2 separate regions of the Ovis aries genome follow, and region 2 is linked to region 1. The links are chromatin contacts, called in public Hi-C maps. All regions are on one chromosome and are shown on one strand. The core of a region is the stretch at or near the end of the contact, and the rest is flanking DNA. Distances in the headings are between cores, read along the strand shown. Region 1 overlaps ANKRD55 (ankyrin repeat domain 55). Region 2 overlaps IL6ST (interleukin 6 cytokine family signal transducer).

Region 1 (3,718 bases), core at 1,175-3,674:
TGGTGTTTTTCTTTCTGGCTTACTTCACTCTGTATAATCGGCTCCAGTTTCATCCACCTCATTAGAACTGATTCAAATGTATTCTTTTTAATGGCTGAGTAATACTCCATTGTGTATATGTACCACAGCTTTCTTATCCATTCATCTGCAGATGGACATCTAGGTTGTTTCCATGTCCTGCTATTATAAACAGTGCTGCGATGAACATTGGGGTAAAAGTGTCTCTTTCAATTCTGATTTCCTTGGTGTGTATGCCCAGCAGTGGGATTGCTGGGTCGTATGGCAGTTCTATTTCCAGTTTTTTAAGGAATCTCCACACCGTTCTCCATAGTGGCTGTACTAGTTTGCATTCCCACCAACAGTGTAAGAGAGTTCCCTTTTTATAGGGGAAATGCTTCCACAGCCAGCAGGAGGCAGAAGATGCTTTCCAACAGTTCGTCGAATCCCAAAGCATGGATTTTTTTCACTATAGGAATAAACAAACTTCTATCTCATTGGCAAAAATGTGTTGATTGTAATGGTTCTTATTTTGATTAATAAAGATGGGTTTGAGCCTAGTTATAATCACTTAAAATTTATGGTCCGAAGCCACAGTTATTTTTGTACCAATCTAATAGTTTCCCAAAGATCAGTCGCAGTGTGGACTTTGTCACCTTATCAGTGAACTTTTCGAATTCTGTTACATTAAAATCCATTCATCTCTCTAGCACCTTAAATGTGTCTTATACCTATGCATGATTTTATATCTTGCATTGGTCATTTGAAAAACATTGGTGTGCTTAATTATGGAAGATCTTCCATTAAATAATACATTTCATTTTACAACATTAGAAAAAAAATCACATTTATTAATGTCACCACTGATCTCATCAGAAAAGGTTTTATGTATCAGGAAGCTATCAAGCTCAAAGTATGCATACAAATTTTCCAAAATTTCTAATTTTCGCATGAAAGCTAGATTTTTGTCATTGGCAATAATACTGTCAATTGTTTACCTTGAAATGACAGACTCACTCTGTTCATTTTTGAAAAATCAAATGCCCAACTCCAAATAACCATAGCTCGCCTAGAAGCCATTGAAATGATGTTTCATGGGGGAAAAAAGTATCTAGTTCAGCTCAAACAATCCCACAAATGTTTTACCTGAAAACATCCATCATATCTTAGTATAGAGTTGTTGTTTAGTCGCTCAGTCATGTCCAACTCTTTGTGAACCCATGCACTGCAGCACTCCAGGCTCCCCTGTAGTTCTCCCAGAGTTTGCTCAGACTCATGCCCATTGAGTCAGTGATGCCAGTATACAGCAGAATTGCTTATGAGTACTTTCTATTTTGTCTTAAAAAAAAGGCATCTCAAAAATCAATATTATTAAATTAAATGGCAGTTTTGTTTTAATGAAAGTCTATTGTTACTACTACCTTGATTTGTGCCAAGGAGCCCATTGTTTTGCCCATTTGCTCTCTTGCATGCTTGGTGTAAAAAGCAGTCCAGTGAAAAAGACATCTTGATATTATTATGAATATAGTTTTAACCTCATGAGGCCTGTCGGAGACCTCACCTCCAGGGTTCAATGGACCACACTTTGAGACCTACTGGCCAAAATCACAACCTTAATAGGAAGAGGAAATTGATTATAGAAGATGCTGAAGTAGCATTGCTGCTGCTGCTAAGTCCCTTCAGTCGTGTCCGACTCTGTGCGACCCCATAGACGGCAGCCCACCAGGCTCCCCTGTCCCTGGGACTCTCCAACCAAGAATACTGGAGTGGGTTGCCATTTCCTTCTCCAGTGCATGAAAGTGAAAAGTGAAAGGGAAGTCGCTCAGTCGTGTCCAACTCTTAGCGACCCCATGGACTGCAGCCTACCAGGCTCCTCCGCCCACGGGATTTTCCAGGCAAGAATACTAGCATTTAGTTAATTTAGTTAGCACAGGGGCATATTCTATATGGGAAAACTTGCAGGAATGCTAGAGATCTCCTGGGGTTCTCTCTCTGCTAATGTCAGGAGTGCGGAATCTGTGTTTCATATTTCACAAAGCTTTTTGGAAGGTGAAAGGAGGAAGATAAAAATTCATCACAGGAATAAAGATTCAATTATACACTGTGTGACCTACAGGAAAAAGAAAAAACTTCATTATATGTGGCCAAAATGAGGAGTGATACTTTTCAAACCACAGGTTACAATATCTCACTGCAAAAAGAAATGTTGCAATATTGCTTTTAGGGCATGCACGCAGGTCCGGTTTCATCATTAACTCATACCGCAGAAAGCACTAATCAATTGTGGCCTCAAAAGAGAATAATACAGAACTTTCCAAGCAACAAAAACAGCATAGTGCCTCAGGGAAACTCCACACAAGAAGAGCTAGGCAGACAACTGCAGATCTTTTTCCCCTGCAGAATTTGCCTGCCCATTGGACATTGCTCACTTTTCTTCTGCTTCCACGCCCAAATTCTGGCATACACACTTCCTGTTCTGCAGCCCAAGCCCAGACAAAAGCTTCTCTCCTTGGCTTCTTTTAGTATGTTTTATTTTAAGTGTTTTTCAATAGGAAATTTAGTAAAAACTCAACAGGAAACAAATAACACACAAACAGTGTAAAATGGGCAGGCTTCCTGAGGTGGATAATGTCAGAGCTCTGCCCTTATCTCCGGGGAGCCTTTACAGAGAACACCTGAAAAAATCATACTCCTCTCCCCCAGCTCTGCAGCCTCCATCCAGCTGCTCTCTACAGCTTGAACACAACATGTGGCCTTTATTTCTTTGACTTAAAGCTGGCACTCCTACTGACTGGCCTTAAGAAGTGAGAACAATAACCCCTGAAGGTATTTGGTATTTTCAACTTACTTGATCCCCTGGCAAAAACACATTTTGAAAGGATAGTTCCCAAAGGAACAAGCAAAATCTAACTAAGAAATATTCTAATTATGGACAGCAAACTGACCATGCCAAGGAAGGGGGTAGCAAAGGGTGTTGTGAGTAGCGTTTGCACATCACCTTTAACTTGAGAGGGCGCTGAATGACTTTGAGTGATCTCCTTCCTGGAGATGGAATAGAGGGAGGTATTTTGTTTGATGACTGCTGTTGCGCCACTTCCTGTTCTCACAGAGCATCCTTGTTTTATATTCCTATAGAACAGAGCCTCCTAGACCCCTTCCTGCCCAGAACAGTAGACCCCAGAAAAAGGAGGGACGATTCGGCATGCTCAATCAAATCTTCTGCAAGAACAGAAAGGAAGAGCAGAGGGCCTATCAGAAGGACCCCAGCAGGGACTGGCACAGGGGGGAGCACACCTCGGAAGTCGATGACATCATCACCACCTTTGACAGCAACGTGGATACCAACTGCCAAGAGCAGCCTGGTGAGCAGGTGGCTATGGTTGAGTTTAAGAAGAGGACCTCAGAAAACTCAAAATATCACTTGTCAGAAAAGAAGCCTCTGGCCCGTAAAGGGCTTCCACCAATCAGAACACAGAGCCTCCCACCCATCACCCTGGGCCATAACTTCCTGACAGCCTCCCAGGGGGCCACTTCCCATGCTGGCCTGAGCTCTGGTACTCATCATGCGGCTCAGAGATCTCAGAAAAGCCGAAGTGAGCAAGATTTGTTGAATAACAGAACTGGCTGCCAGGCATTGCTAGATAACTCTTGGAAAGGTGATTCTCACCCAGTGCTCTGTAAAGCCTGGACTATGTCTTCATCTGACAAGCTGCTAGACAGG
Region 2 (3,809 bases), core at 907-3,406, 130 kb after region 1:
TAAGGTTCATGAGATATCCTACCTCCCAATCCCATAAATTAGGTTTGTATATTACTGAATAATTATATAATTATGCTTACATATTTATTCTTTAGGATCATTATTGAAAGAACGATGTTGCCTTAAAAATGGACTCAAGTTAAAATGCTCTTGACAAATTATAATTTGTATAATTTGAGTTGAAGCACTCAGTAATCCTAAATCTTGTTCAGCTGTACTAATAGTAAGTTTAATATTGAGAAGGAAAAAGGGGGATTTTGTTTATTTTTTTTAAATAAAGAAACAGAATCAGGTTTGTTAACTTTTAGCACTTCACTCCTTAATAGGCAAAGATGTCACTGAGCAGAAGTGAGATTGTGATACCAGAAGAAAGATTACCTAGAGCAATACTGCTCCAACTGGTCCACAGCCTGAGAACTGGTTGTTATTGGTCCATAATGAGATGAGTACAGAAATTAAGAATAAATGTTTAGAAATGCTTTTAACAATTTGGCATAGCCATGATATCCAAGCATGTGATCAATGGACTTGCCTCATCAAACATAATATAAAACAAAAGTGTATGTCTGTAAAGGATTGGGTGAATAAAACCTAAACTGATCCTTTACCCCAGATAATTTGAGAAGTATTGCTCTAAGTCAAACCCTCTTTAAATTCAAGAATGCAGCCTCTTTTTAAACACTGGAAATGATACAAACCTTAGGCTGAAATTTTTTCTCATTTAAAAGTCTTTCCTTAGTCTTAAACCCAAATTTTCTTCCTTGTAACTTTTTCTCATTAACCTTAAAAAATCCTTCTATTGTAGATCCACTTTCCTTTTCCACTGTTCAAGTCTTCAAGTATTGAAGGAATGCTTTCTAACCCCTCTCTTGCCCAAATTAAATTTACCTAGTTATCCTAATTATTCTTTGTCGGATTTGACTTCCAATCTGTATGCACTGATTACCCTCCTGACTCTTCCCTTGATTTTTCATATCATATGGCTCAGACGGTAAAGCGTCTGCCTACAATGTGGGAGACCCGGGTTCGATCCCTGGGTTGGGAAGATCCTCTGGGGAAGGAAATGGCAACCCACTCTAGTACTCTTGCCTGGAAAATCCCATAGGTGGAGAAGCCTGACAATCTATGGGGTCCCAAAGACTCGGACACTACTGAGCGACTTCACCTCACCTTCACCTCACCATCCTACTTAATTCTAGTTAACAACAGTGAAACTTTAGCCAGTCACTTAATTTGTGTCTCGGTTTCATGATCTGTAAGATGGGGATAGTAATGTCTCTAACTTCTAGAGTTATTGTGAGATTTAAATGAGTTAATACACAGAAGGCATTTGGGCAGTACCTGCCCATAGTACACTTTATAAAAAGGAATGTAATAATATATTTATTATTAAGGTTTGAATAAAATGCACTTAAGGAAAAAATATATCAGAACTCGACATATTCTGAGTATAGTGATTTTATTATTTACTTTTGAAGGATCATTTTTATTAAAGCAGCATAATTTTTTGCCAGTTAAGATACACTGTAGTTTAATGTTAAGCCATCTACCTACCAGTCACTGAAAATTCTCAGATTGTTTTCACGTCAATTACTTTAAAGCCATTTCCCCTTCACTCTATATTTATTTATCAACCTAAATAGAAGATGATTTTGCCAGATTTATTAGCCTATCAGTCTAGTCCTTCAGCATAATTTTGAATCCTGACATTATCCAAATTATTGGCAATCCATTATAATCTTTTGCTGATTTGACAAGTGTGTGTGTCTGTTTTCCCCCTAAGTTGTTGATAAAAAGGTTGAAAATAACAGGACTATATTATCTGTTGCTGCCAGACAGCTTACTCTAAAGCTTCATACCTTAAAATGGCATTACTTATTATTTCTCATGGTTTATGTGTGACTGGCTCAGTCAGACACAGAGATTCTCCTTTTCCCTGTGATATCTGGGCCCTCAGCTAGAATATTCAGTGCTGAGTAGCTAGAGTCATCTGAAGTCTCATTCACTTATTATGTCTGGTATTGATGATGGCTGTAGATTCAGGGCTTTGGGGCTCTTAGCTAAAACACCACATGTGGTCTGTCCTTGCGGCCTTGGCTTGCTTACATGTGGCTGGGTTCCATGGCAAATGTCGCAAGAGAAAAAGAGAGCTAGTCAGGAGTTGTATTTTTTTATGATCTAGCTTTGGAAGTCATTTAGCACACTCTGTTGGCTGGGGCAGGCATAAGCACCCTTAAAGATCTGAGAGCAAAAGGGAAACATGGACCTCATTTCTTTGGAGGAGTATTAGTCACTTTGTAAGATGAGCATGTTGAATAGGATGCATTTATAAGCATGACCTTCTTTGGAAAGTACAGTCTGCCCCAAGGTTTGAGGGGAGGCACTTCAGCCATACTCCTTTAGCCTCCCTCTCATTGACTTTTTTTAGTCAGTGATTTTTTTATATGTAGGTAATCAAATGAAAATGTTTTAGTTTGAAGTTACGAAATATCTGTTTCTATAGATCAAGAGTAGTCAAAAATCAGCCTAGTAATCCTGTAAAAGTGGATTTCATTTGGCACAGGATGGTTTCAGTGAGCCTGTGCTTCATTTCGCAAACTGGAACATTTGCCTGTTTCTAGTATTTCTTATTCTGTGTGATTAAAAATTGTTATTTAGTCTCTGGCTATATCCCATGTTCTTTAGTACTCTGAAGTATATTTCCTAGGTAAGGTTCCCTCTCATTATTAAAGAGAAAGTCAAACAGGAATGATTTTACCAAGGAACAAAGTGCGATTGGAGGGGTTTTAAGGACTTGCTCATTGTCACCAGGTAACTCTGTCACAGGATGGACATTGACAGGAGCTTGTGTGCTAGGACGTGCCACAGCCATGCATCAGTAACGGAAGGCCACACAAACAGGCCACAGCACAAGCTTTGAAACAAACAGTTTCACTCTGGGCCTTATGAGCATAATGACAGATATGGAATAAGAAGTTAATTGTTTAGTTTTTAAAAGTAGTTTTATCCTTTGTGCAGTCTAGCCTGGGACCAAGTTGAGAATTGGAAGAATCTGCCTGATATTTGAGGTTTACTCCATAAAAGTATCTCAGCGTTCTTTATAAAATAAACGATTGAAGTAAATTCTCTCCAAGGTTGTTATCAGTTTTTTGATTCTCTGATTCTATACATCTTTTACCTTAACTGCTAGAACCCGTCACCTCTGAGAGACGTTTCCAGAGTCAATGTGACTAGATTACTTGTCTCTGGATAATAGTAGTAATGATGATTTGTTGTTGTTTAGTCGCTCTTTTGTAACGCCAGGGATGGTAGCCCACCAGGCTCTTCTGTCCATGGGATTCTCCAGGCAAGAATACTAGAGTGGGTTGCCATTTCCTTCTCCAGGGGATCCTCCTGACCCAGGAGCAAACCTGCATCTCCTGCACTGGCAGGTGGGTTCTTCACCACTGAGACACCAGGGAAGCCAAGCAATGGTGACAGGCTACCATTTATTGGAGGCCTTTTGAAGACCAGGCATTGTAGTAGGTTCTTTACATAACTAATATCTAATCGCAAGAAACTTTCAAGATAGTCATTATTAACTTCATTTTCCAAGTGAATAAATTAAAGCTGTTAGAACTTCAAATTCCATTGGCATTCACTCAAGAAAGCTGCCTTAAGTTTCTAGATAGTGAGAATAGAGAAGAAGGATAGAATCATGTCAAGTATTGAGCATTTTATCTTGATGGTAATAGGTAGGCATTAAGTAATTTAAAATAGGGAAATGGCATAATCATTTTTGAACAGTAACTTTGGGAGCTGTATGTTTA

Evidence for each region. Hi-C and Micro-C count contacts between places; a contact is called where the count stands out from the background.
Region 2: a contact with region 1 is called in a Hi-C map of mixed tissues, with 4 times the contacts expected there. The contact joins two enhancer-like sites. A contact is called at or near these places in 3 of 16 Hi-C or Micro-C datasets (mixed tissues, omental adipose tissue and tail adipose tissue).

The regions. Positions count from the first base shown.
Region 1 is chr16:23,258,212-23,261,929 of ARS-UI_Ramb_v3.0, forward strand. ANKRD55 (ankyrin repeat domain 55) reads left to right here. Exons shown (of 10, transcript XM_060400417.1): 9 at 3,133-3,718. Among named protein-coding and RNA genes, the nearest start is that of ANKRD55, 95 kb to the left of the region's middle. Within about 2 kb of position 2,425, at least 7 of the 54 cell types and tissues checked have an H3K27ac peak or open chromatin away from gene starts, as enhancers often do.
Region 2 is chr16:23,393,180-23,396,988 of ARS-UI_Ramb_v3.0, forward strand. All of the region lies in intron 2 of IL6ST (interleukin 6 cytokine family signal transducer), which reads left to right. Among named protein-coding and RNA genes, the nearest start is that of IL6ST, 26 kb to the left of the region's middle. Within about 2 kb of position 2,157, at least 18 of the 54 cell types and tissues checked have an H3K27ac peak or open chromatin away from gene starts, as enhancers often do.